Regions from separate parts of the Sus scrofa genome. Here regions 1 and 2 are each linked to region 3. The links are chromatin contacts, called in public Hi-C and HiChIP or PLAC-seq maps. All regions are on one chromosome and are shown on one strand. The core of a region is the stretch at or near the end of the contact, and the rest is flanking DNA. Distances in the headings are between cores, read along the strand shown.

Region 1 (3,796 bases), core at 1,164-3,663, 260 kb after region 3:
CAGTGGCTGCAGCAAACCCTGCCAGTGACCAGGCCCTTCAACTCCAGCCCTTCCTCCCACGGGATTAGCCGGGTCAGGGGGTTCCGGAAGAAAGTCGGTGTGGTGGGGAGCTACTGGCCTCTGCAGCTGGCCTCCTTTCCAGCAATCTGGCTCACAGCCCTCAGTGGCTGTCCTGGCCCTGCCCTGGGGGATGCAGGGCCCTAGCCCTGTGGGAGCCAGCTGGGCCCTCCAGCCCTGGCCCACCCCCGCCAGGCACGGTGGGCCTGGCACACAGAGAGGGGCGTGAGTGGCAGAGTCCTCAGGCCTGGAATCTCCTTCCTCTTTCTCTCCACTTGGCCACATCCCACCAGATGCAGCCCCAAGGCCCACACCCAGCCCCCCACTCCACGGCCTTCCGGTCACAGGCCAGGCCTGTCGGCAGGAGTGTCTGCTCAGACCTGGCCCTCGGTCCCGCCGCAGCCCCGGGAGTGGAGCCACAGGTGAAGCGCTGGAGCCCGTCCCAGAGAAGACCTGTGTGCCACCTCCCCCTGCGCCCCCAGAGAGCGCCAGGCCTGCGAGTGCCTCAGGTCTCGCCCGGCCCTCTTCCTGATGCCAGCTGGGTGCCCCCAGGCCCTGCCCCTCCCACCTACCGAGAATGGAGGCCCTCAGCTTGGGGGTGATAATGTGCAGGTCATCCACGTCCACGAAGTGCAGGTGCTTCTCGGCGGGGGCCGAGGCGGCGGCCGACAGCTCCAGGAGGTTGCCGCGGCCGGTGCTGACGATGAAGACAGTGGCGCCCAGGTCCTTCAGCTCCTGCATGGGGGGCCCCACGGGGTCGCTGGAGCCGCCGTCTGTCACCCACACCAGCACCTTGGGCACCCCTGGCCGGGCCCCCGCCTCCTTGGCAAACAGCTGCTCCTTGGCGTATGCCAGCGCCAGGCCAGTGTTGGTGTCACCCATGCGCTGGACTGCAGCGCGTATGGCATCCTGGACGGCCGAGCCGGAGCTGTGCTGGCCGAAGGGGAACTCGGTGTGTGGCCGGCTGCCCACATGCACCAGGCTGGCACGCAGGGCCCCAGGGCCCAGGGGCAACAGGGCCGCCAGCCGCCCCAAAAACTCCCGAACTCGGGAAAACTCATAATGAGACACGCTGGCCGAGCTGTCCAACAGAAACAGCAGGTCCCCCTGGGGGGCGGATGTCGGGGGGCCTGGGGGAGAGGGGAGGGTTAGCCCCAGGTGGTGGCCCCCAGACAGCCTCACACCCAGGGCACAACCCCCAGGGCCTAAGCTTTCCCGAAGCTGGCACTTGCCTTTACCCAAGGAAGCACTGAAAGCCTCTCAGTCACACCCCAAAGTCGTGGGTCGGCACCTCAGCGGGGTGGGGGGGGTCCTTAGCCAGCAGGGGGCTCACACTCTCAGCAGTTCCAGCTCTGCACCCTGGCCTCATATCTGGGGCACCCTCTGGACTCGCGTCTCCTCTGCGAAGGGGTGCCCCCACACCTGCCCCGTCTTCAGCAGACTCTGCACCGGCTGGAGCCAAGGGTCCTGGCCCAGCCCCCTGGCTTGATGGGTGGATGCTTCTGGGCCACCCACCAAGGCTGCTCCCTCAGGCCCAGCTTCCAGAGAAGCAGCCTACACAACTCAGCCTCAGGTAGGGCGAGCGGTGGGAGGAGGGGGTGGGGGCCCAAAGCCGCTGGGGCGGCTGTGGACAGTGGTGGAGGGATGGGGGCCCGACTGCAGCCCCTCCCACGGCCTGGATGGCCGGGTTAGAGTGTCACCCCACTTACAGATGATGTCACCCCTCCCCTGGCCCCCCTCCTCTCTGGTCCATCTGGTCCCAGGAAGCAAGTTAAGGGCTGGGTCTACCCCTTCCTCGGGCACCGCTGGTGGGCGGGCAGATGGGCCCTCTCAGCACTGCCCCATGGGTAGACGGGGGCCTCGCTTCTGCTCCGGGGCCGTTCGCCTCAGTTTCCCCCAACCCACTAGGGCCACACCAACCTTCCTACCATCCCTCCACCAAGGGTCAATCCAAGGAGAGGGAAACTGAGGCAGAGACAAGCCTCCCGACACACCTCCCCCCAACCCCGTCCGGCCCCGAGAGCCCGCGGAGTTGCTGGGGGCGGGAGGGGGGCGCGTCCCAGGTGGGTGGGGTGCCCTGCCAGCCGTCCCCGCCCCGCAGCCGCGGGAGCAGGACGTGGTTCCAGGGGGACAGTGGGGGCTGGAGGGGCACGGGAGCCGAGCCCGGCCCGGCCGCCCGCCACACTCACCACGCTCCGCTCCGCTCCGCGCCAGCCGCAGGCTTAGGGCCAGGCCGAGCACCGTCCAGGGCAGCATCGCGCGCGACGGGAGGGCTGCACTCTGCCTCCGCTCGCCGCTCGCTCGCTCCTGAGCTGCGGGGCGCGCGGCCGCGCGGGCCGGATCCGAGCCCCGCCCCCGGGAGGCCCCGCCCATCACAGTCCCGAGGCCCCGCCCCGGCGGGGCGCGCACTGTCCCGCGTGCGGAGGCGCACAGGCTCGGGGAGGCGCGCTCACGCAGGGCCCAGGCGCGCAGCCACACGCAGCACTCGCTGGGATGGCACGAAGGCACACACGCGTGGCATGCACCCACACAGACACGAGCGTCTTGTTAATGGCCGTAAGGCCTCGGAATCCAGCTTGCCCCTGGCCCCCAGCCGGAAGCCGAGCTGGGAGCCACCGAGCGGGGTCATCCCCAGGCCCACTGCCCTTGTCTCTGCAGTGCCGGGAGTCCCCGAAGCCCAGGCCCACGAGAGCCCCAGAGGGTATGAGATGCGTCGGTAATGCCATCACCGGACAGGCCCAGGCCCCGGCCGCAGAACTGGGACGTGTTTCTCCAAGGAATGACCAGCGGAGATCAAAAGGGCCGAACTTAGGACGCTTTTCATCGGGAGGGAAAGACGCTTGAGACATTAAAGGGGAGCTTCTTGGAGGACGAGGCCTGGGGGCTGAGGGTGGCTGTTTTAGGCCATGTCCACAGGGACCATACTGGGCCTACCACCGATGAGGGGCCCAGGGCCCAGCTGACGTCAGACTCCAGGACTGACCACAGATCCCCAGCGGCGCCCCGGAGAAGCCCTCTGAGGGACTCGCTGTGAGCCAGGGAGCCTTGCATCTGGGGTTGTGGCTAGACCAGACCCGAGGTGGCTGCCTGCAGGGGACGTCCAGGGAGACACTCAGGCCCCCAGGGCAGATTCCTCTTCCGTAGGTGAGGCGGAGCTGAGGTCCGGGAGAGCCCCGCCCGCCTCGCTCCGGACATGCTCCCCCGCCCCTCGCCCTTTCCCAGCCACTCCTCCCTGCGGAGCTGGGGGGACATGGGTTCCCCACGGTGAGATGGCGGGGCCCTCTGAGCCAGGATGTCCCCTCCCTTCCCTCCTCCGGAGCGGAGGATGCTCAGCGGGGAGGACGGATGGGACTCAGTGGTTTTCCTTCCTCCCCTTCTGGCAGGTGAGACGCCGGCTGTGAGACACGCTAGAGCTCTGACTTTGCCTAAAAAAGGAAGCGGCTCGGCCGCGCTGAGGAGCTGCCGCAGGAACAAGCGAGAACTGTGTCCCCGCTGCCCCCACCCCCTTGCCGGGAATCTTGGCAGTGGCGGTGCTGGCTCAGCTCCACAGACCTCCATTTCTGGGACCAGAAACTGCCTGGTGCTTCTGCGTGGGCCCCAGAAGGTGGCAATGGGCTTGAACCCCCCAAAGTTCGGGGTCCCCCAGAGGGACCACACCTGGCCCCCAGCCCTCCAGTGCACGAGGCTGCTGCGGAGATGAGGCTGTGAGCAAAGGCAGCTGCAGGAGACCTGGGGGCCC
Region 2 (3,485 bases), core at 419-2,918, 280 kb after region 3:
TATAAAAACATCCAGAAAGTTAAGTAAATGTGAGCAGTGATGTGTGTCCTGATAAGAAGAACTTTCGCTGCCTCCTTTCCCTTCACGGTGGCCTTCATATCACAGGAGGCAGCGATTCTGCCCCATTTTCGCTTCTTTTATTACGTGCTGCAGAATTTCTGAATCCGTATCCTGCCCTCAGTCTTCTCCTTTATAAATCAAAATCATTTTCAATCCATTGTTTAGAGGGAGCCTATTTTTCTTTTACTGTTCCACAATGAGGACTTTTTTTCCCACAACTGGTCCGTAATGCGATGGAGTCGGTTTCCCCCCCAGTCTGTTGAAGGAAAAACCTGTTCCAGCTGGGCTTATCGATTTCACCAGAATTGTTCTAAGATTTAAAAGCAAGTTTGACTTGCTCTTGGCAAAGTGGCAAGAGCACCCTGCAGGGTCCGTAACGGCCCGAAGTCCCTCAACAAAACCAGGAGTTTCTTAAACTAGTCTTGCAGCTTTTTTTTTTTTTTTTTACTGCTTTTTAGGGCCGCACCCGCGGCATATGGAGGGTCCCAGGCTAGGGGTCCAAGCGGAAGAGCCGCCGGCCCACACCACAGCCACAGCCATGCCAGATCCAAGCTGTGTCTGCGACCTACACCACAGCTCAAGGCAACACTGGATCCTTAACCTACTGAGTGAGGCCAGGGATCGAACCCGCAACCTCATGATACCTAGTCGAATTAGTTTCCGCAGCACCATGACAGAAACTCTGCAATTTTTATTTTTATTTTTTTATTATTATTATTTTTTTGCTATTTCTTGGGCTGTTCCCGCGGCATATGGAGATTCCCAGGCTAGGGGTCTAATTGGAGCTGTAGCCACCAGCCTACACAAGAGCCACAGCAACGGGGGATTCGAGCTGCGTCTGCGACCTACACCACAGCTCACGGCAACGCCGGATCGTTAACCCACTGAGCAAGGGCAGGGACCGAACCCGCAACCTCATGGTTCCTAGTCGGATTCGTTAACCACTGCGCCAGGACGGGAACTCCCGCAATTTTTAAAATCAGACTTAAATTATAAGCTACAAAGTTACAAAGCTACAAAGAAATCACGCACTCCATTCTGCCACCTTAATTATCTTATGTAATAACGGTGACATAATGGTAAGGTGGTAAGATAGTGACAAAGTACTCGCAATATAAACTGCTCTTCCGGAGTTCCCATCCTGGCTCAGTAGTTAACGAATCCGACTAGGAACCATGAGGTTGCGGATTCGATCCCTGGCCTCGCTCGGTGGGTTAAGGATCCGGCGTTGCGGTGAGCTGTGGTGTAGGTTGCAGACCTGGCTCGGATCCCGCGTTGCTGTGGCTGTGGTGTAGGCTGGCGGCTACAGTTCTGATTAGACCCCCAGCCTAGGAGCCTCCATATGCCGCGGGAGCGGCCCTAGAAAAGACAAAAAAAAGATAAACTGCCGTTCCAACCGTCTTAAAGCGCACAGCTTGCGAGCGAGTCCCCTATGGTAGGCAGTGCGCAGGGGACAGCTCCGCTCCGCCTGGACGTCGGCTCACCTGCTGTGGAACCTGCGCTCGCGCCCCGCCCCGCCCCGCCCCGCCCCGCCCGGCGCTCCCGACGGAGCCGGAGCATGCGCACGGGAAAGGGGCGTTGGCGCGGGCCCGGAGCGCACGCCCGACGCCCCGGAAGTCCCGCGGCGGGAGGAGGGCGGTGAGGGAGGCGCTGACCTGGAAGCGTTCTGGCGACCTGGCGGCGGCGTGGCCCGCGCGCTGGTGAGTGGAGGCGCCGGACGGCGGGCACCATGGTCTTCCTGACTGTGCCCCTCTGGCTGCGGAGCCGCGTCACCGACCGCTACTGGCGGGTCCAGGAGGTGCTGAAACACGCGCGGGTGAGTGTGCCGCGCGGCCCGCGCCCCCGCCCGGCCCTGCGCGCGCGGGCCCCGCCGACCGCGTCCTCTCCCGTTTCTTGACCAGCACTTCCGGGGAAGGAAGAATCGGTGCTACCGGCTGGCCGTCAGGGCTGTGACGAGAGCGTTCGTGAAGTGCACGCGGGCCCGCAGGCTGAAGAAGAGGAGTCTGCGGACGGTAAGCGCCGCCCGTTCCCCTCGCTGGCCGCTGGCGGGCCTGGCCCCGAGAGCGGGCCGACGAGCTGTGCGAAGTACCGGGCGCGCGGGCGTCGCAGCCGTGGATCGTGGAGATGCAGCGGCTCGAGCCCCCCTGCTCCTCCCGAATCGGGAACTTGGGGTGGTGCTCCGTCTGCGTTGCGCGTTGCCTAGACCTCTGGATGGGTTGCGTGCTCGTTCAAACCTGGGAAGCGCTGACGCTCAGGAGGAAAGCGGGCTGAGCAAAGAACGGCTTGGGCGTTCCCGTCGTGGCGGCGCGGCAGCGAGTCCGACTAGTATCCCTGAGGACGCGGGTTCGATCCCTGGCCTCGCTCAGCGGGTGAAGGATCCTTGTTGCCGGGAGCTGTGGTGTAGGTCGCAGACGAGGCTCGGATCCCGCGTGGCTGTGGCTGTGGTGCAGGCCGGCGGCTGAAGCTCCGCTTGGACCCCTAGCCCGGGAGCCTCCATGTGCCGCGGGAGCGGCCCTAACATGCAAAGAAAGTTATACAAATAAAGAGCGGCTTGAAGAGCCCCTACAGATAGCCACGCAGGGCTCCAGCACCACTCTCACTCACCCTGACGTCTGGCCCAGCCCCCTCCGAGACTCCGGCTTTGCTGCCTGAACAGACCCTGCTCTCCCCTGGCAGGCCAGGTCCTTCGTGTGGTCCCTCCGCCCTTCCCTCCAGGCTCTTCACTTCTCTGCAGTTTCCTCCCTGCCTGGGAGCACCTCTCAGTGGTTCTTTTCTACAGAGCATTTGCCTCAGATTCCTCGCTCTTTGTATTCCTGCCCGGTGCCTAAAACCGCATTCGGGATTAAGGCTTTACGGGTATGGTTTTCCTACTAATCTTGTGGAGAGAGGGTGGCATTTGGGTAAAGAGCATCAACTTTTGCTCACTATTGTATTTCAGCCTATTTGACCGAAGAGAACTCTGACTTTTTTTTTTCAGGGCTGCCCTCATGGCATATTCAAGTTTCCAGGCTACCGCTTGAATTGGAGCTGCAGCCACTGGTCAATATTATGCCACAGCAACACCAGATCCGAGCCTGTCTTCGACCTACACCACAGCTCATGGCAACTCTGGATCCTTAACCCACTAAGCAAGGCCAGGGATCAAACCTGTGTCCTCATGGATACTAGTCAGATTCGTTTGCGTTGAGCCACGACGGGAACTCAGGACACTTACTTTTGTAGTTCCTTTAACAAAAAACATTTTTTTCGGTCAGAAATTTTGCTGGGAGCTGGACGTAATATATAACTAGTTCTTTATTTGTGTGTGTGTGTTTTAGGGCTGTACCTGCGGAATATGGAAGTTCCCAGGCCTGGGGTCAAATTGGAGCTACAGCTGCTTGCCTACGCCACAGCCACAGCAACTCGGGATCTGAGCCCTGTCTGTG
Region 3 (3,443 bases), core at 160-2,659:
TCCTTGCCCCCTCCCGGGTGGGCCAGCATGGTGGGGTCTTTCTGTTGGAACGGACAGTCCCTCCAGGTAGGTCCCTAAAAGGGACCTCGGGGTCATCAGGACAATGACCAGGATGCAGACCCAGAGGAAAGAGCCCTTCCTGCCAAGCACTCTGGGGGCTGGGCTATGCCCCCGTGTCAACACCTGGGTGGCCTGGGGGGGCAGGTGTCCTGCGGCGGTTCACGACACGGTATGGCATGTAATGTGGCCTGGCAGTGGTCCCGAAGCGGGAGGGCAGCTCTGGGCCTGGCGGCCTTGCGGACCCACATCCCTTCCCGTCTGCTCAGTGGCTGCCTGCCTGCAGGAAATGGCCCTGGGAGGCGACTTCGTATCAGGTGACCCCAGGCCAGCTTCCTGGCCTGAGCACCAGTCAGGCTCTGGGGCCTCCCCAGGCGGCCCCTGCTGTCTGGACAGGGCAGTGCGCCACAGGCAGCCCCTGCGCCGTCGCCCGGCTCCCTCCCCGCCGCTGAGGTCACAGGTGCAAGCTCTTTATCTGGCAGGTGCTGGCGGAGCCGAGTCCCACGGCTCCACCTGCGGGGAGAGGCATCCCTAGAACAGCAGGAGCAGCCTCCCCTAAGCAGTGGGAGGTGGGGCTGGGTCCAGCGGCCTGCCAGCAGCGCCCTCCCCTCCCAATGGTTCCTGTAGCTACCCGCCCCAGCCCCCAGCCCCTGCCCCTGTCTGCAGCGGCCCGGGCCTCCCCTACTCTGCCGCTGCAGGTGCAGGCAGAACCCTCTGTCAAGCCAGCCTGCTGCCCGGGTACGCTGGGCCAGCGAGGGTTGGGTCCCAGCTTCCTGGCAACAGGGACTCCTCCCTGAGTCTGTGCCCAGGCCTCTAGGTGGCACCTGAGGCCGGGCTGGGGAGAAGGGGGTGGGGGGCCCCAGGGCCCGCCCTCCCCGCGGCCCCGCCCCCGCCCTCCCCGCGGCCCCGCCCCCGCCCCCCGCCCCCCCATCGTCCCCCCCGCTGCGCTGGCGCGGGGGTCTCTGCCTCCCGCCCTCCGTCCTGGTCTCCGCGCTCCCGCCCGGCCCGGGATGTGCGAGGGCGTTTCTGGCGGCTGCACTCCGGACTGGGCGGGCGGCGGCGGCCTGGCCTTGTGCAGGCAGCTGGGGGAAGCGCCGGCGCCGAACAATTGCGGCCTCCCTGCCAAGGGCGCCGCCCAGCCCGGGAGAGGAAATGGGGCTGGGGGCTGGGCGGGCGGCCGCGCTGGCTGCCCCTCGGGGCGCCCTCGGTGCCCGCCTGAGAGGCCCTGGAGCCGCTGCGGGGGCGGGCGGAGCAGACCTGCCGCCCTCCGCCCTGCGTGCCGGCTCTGCCCCCAGCATCCGGTTTCAGGCGGAGCTGCCCAGCCTCGGCGGGGGAGCCAGAACCCGGCCCTGAGGGCCTTGGACCGGCGGCAGGTCGGCCTGGGGGCCGCCCCACTGCCTTTTCCCTGTCCCGAAGCCTCCCCTCCTGACGGCCAGGTGACAGCCCTTCCTCTGCTCGGGTCGTGCCAGCAGGGCCCGTGGGCCCCCAGAGCCTGCCTCCAGGGCTGCGGGAAAGCCGAGCCCAGGCCTCTCAGAACCATGCTGGGGTCTCGGGTGCACGTGGCTGCGAAGCTGGGGGCAGGAGGCTGGCCCAGCAGGAGCCCCAGCGGCCTGGCTGCATCCGGCTGAGCCTGAGGCCCAGGGTCTGCTCATTCCCTGAGCCTGTCATCACCCCTTTACAGATGAGCTGGTTAAGCTGCTACCCTGAGTGCTGGCTGCTCCAACTTGTGTGTGTGTGTGTGTGTGTGGTGTATGGCATGTGGTGTGCAGTGTGGGGTGTGTGTGGTATGGTATGTGGTGTATGTGGGGTGTGTGTATGTGGGTTTTGATGTGTGTGTTGTGTGTGGGGGGGTATGTGGCATGTGTGGTATGTGGCGTATGTGGTGTGTGTGTGTTGTGGGGGGGGTGTGGTATGTGGGGGGTGTGGTATGGGGGGGTGGCGTGTGGTAGGTGGTGTGTGTCCAGGCAGGACACTGAAAAGCCCCCGTGGAGGTTTGCTGGAGGCGGGCTTTCCAACCCCGCAGTCAGGGTTCTGCAGCAGAGGGGCTGCTGCTCCTCAGGGACCCCCAGAGCAGAGTGGCCCCCTGTCGGGCCCCCACTGAGGCCACCTGGTCCCGGGTTCTAGCCCACCTAGGACTGCCCCTCTGGGAGTGGCCCGGAGGCTGCTTGGACCTCCCTAGGGTGTCGGCCCCAAATCTGGGGGGGGGGGACAAGCTGCCCACCCCGGGGCAGCCCCTCCTCCAACCCCACGTGGCACTCCCAAAGCCCCATGGCCATGGCCCCCCCACGTTTTGGTGTCCCCCACGAGGGATGACTGGTTCAGGACCAAAGGTGGGTACAGGCTTGAAGGTCAGCATGATGGGGGGCTTGGGGACAAGGGACATGTCATGCCCTTGGAGAGAGAGGGGCTGCTGCTTCCACTGCCCAGGGGAAGGTGTGCAGAGGTCCTTCTAGGTCGGCTGGCGGCCAGGGGGCCCAGGCCATCCCCCTTCCCAAGGCGGATGCAGTGCCCTCTGCCTGCCACACCAGTCCTGGGCTCTGGGGCCCTGACTACCCTGGCCACGTCCACCTCGGCCTGGCCCCTTCCTGGGCTCTGAGGCTGCCTGCCCTGGGGTCTGCTTGACTGTCACCTCCCTGGGCACCCCCCATCGAACTGTGCCCCTGCTCTCCCGTGCCCCCAACAGGCCTGCCCCTGCCAGGGAGCCATGGGTGGGTGCGCCACCCAGGGAGTTGTGCTGAGAGAAGGACCGGGAGCCTCCTGGCTGTGTGGCCCGTTCTACTGGCCAAGCCTGCCTCTGGAGGCCCACGGGAACTCGGGCTCTGATCACCTACCTTCCGCCCAGCCCCCTTCCTCGTCCTCGCCCTCGTACTCCAGGGCCTGGAGGCGCACTTACTGGAAGCAAGGTTAGGATGGCCCTGGGTGGAGAAGCAGACGCTGCTCAGTGGGACAAGACAGATGCTGTGGGCACCGCCCCCTGCAGCTCTGAGACCCTAAAAGCCTGGCTTGGAGCGTGGCCCCCGGGAGGGGGTCCTGGCCTTGTGCACAGATTGTTTGAATAATTCAGATTTAAGAGACCTACTTTCCCGTCAGAGCTCTTCCTGCTGCAGAGCAGATGGGGCAGGGGCATCTGAATTATGCATTCTGCTCCCCAGGTTTTTAGTGAGGGCTGGGCACCAAGCCAGGCACTGTCCCCTCAGGCCCAGCTGGCCGGGCCCTTGCTGAGTAGGCTGAACGGACCACAGGCTGGTCTCAGAGCCATTTGTCTAGAGAGCCAGGGTTCTCTGCGGGGGTCAGGAGAAGCCTGGGCTCCTGGCTGGGCGCAAGCTCTGCCTGAAAGCACCCTGACTGACACCCCACCGAGGAGCGTGCTGGGTCGCAGGTAGGGG

Evidence for each region. Hi-C and Micro-C count contacts between places; a contact is called where the count stands out from the background. HiChIP or PLAC-seq counts read pairs in DNA pulled down with a chosen protein or histone mark.
Region 1: a Hi-C map of embryonic fibroblasts shows a contact between it and region 3, with 4 times the contacts expected there. The contact joins the promoter of VWA1 here to the promoter of GNB1 in region 3. A contact is called at or near these places in 1 of 5 promoter capture datasets (fetal liver), 9 of 47 Hi-C or Micro-C datasets (embryonic fibroblasts, epiblast stem cells, heart right ventricle and 5 more) and 2 of 2 datasets of contacts at active chromatin or transcription factors (alveolar macrophages and skeletal muscle).
Region 2: a contact with region 3 is called in an H3K27ac HiChIP or PLAC-seq map of alveolar macrophages. The contact joins the promoter of MRPL20 here to the promoter of GNB1 in region 3. A contact is called at or near these places in 1 of 47 Hi-C or Micro-C datasets (embryonic fibroblasts) and 1 of 2 datasets of contacts at active chromatin or transcription factors (alveolar macrophages).

The regions. Positions count from the first base shown.
Region 1 is chr6:63,693,812-63,697,607 of Sscrofa11.1, reverse strand. It overlaps VWA1 (von Willebrand factor A domain-containing protein 1), which reads right to left and starts at 2,413. Exons shown (of 3, transcript XM_003127501.4): 1 at 2,247-2,413; 2 at 630-1,187. The coding sequence starts at 2,313.
Region 2 is chr6:63,674,017-63,677,501 of Sscrofa11.1, reverse strand. It overlaps MRPL20 (39S ribosomal protein L20, mitochondrial), which reads left to right and starts at 1,668. Exons shown (of 4, transcript XM_003127507.6): 1 at 1,668-1,876; 2 at 1,962-2,072. The coding sequence starts at 1,790.
Region 3 is chr6:63,955,480-63,958,922 of Sscrofa11.1, reverse strand. It overlaps GNB1 (guanine nucleotide-binding protein G(I)/G(S)/G(T) subunit beta-1), which reads left to right and starts at 1,409. Exons shown (of 11, transcript XM_021097493.1): 1 at 1,409-1,430.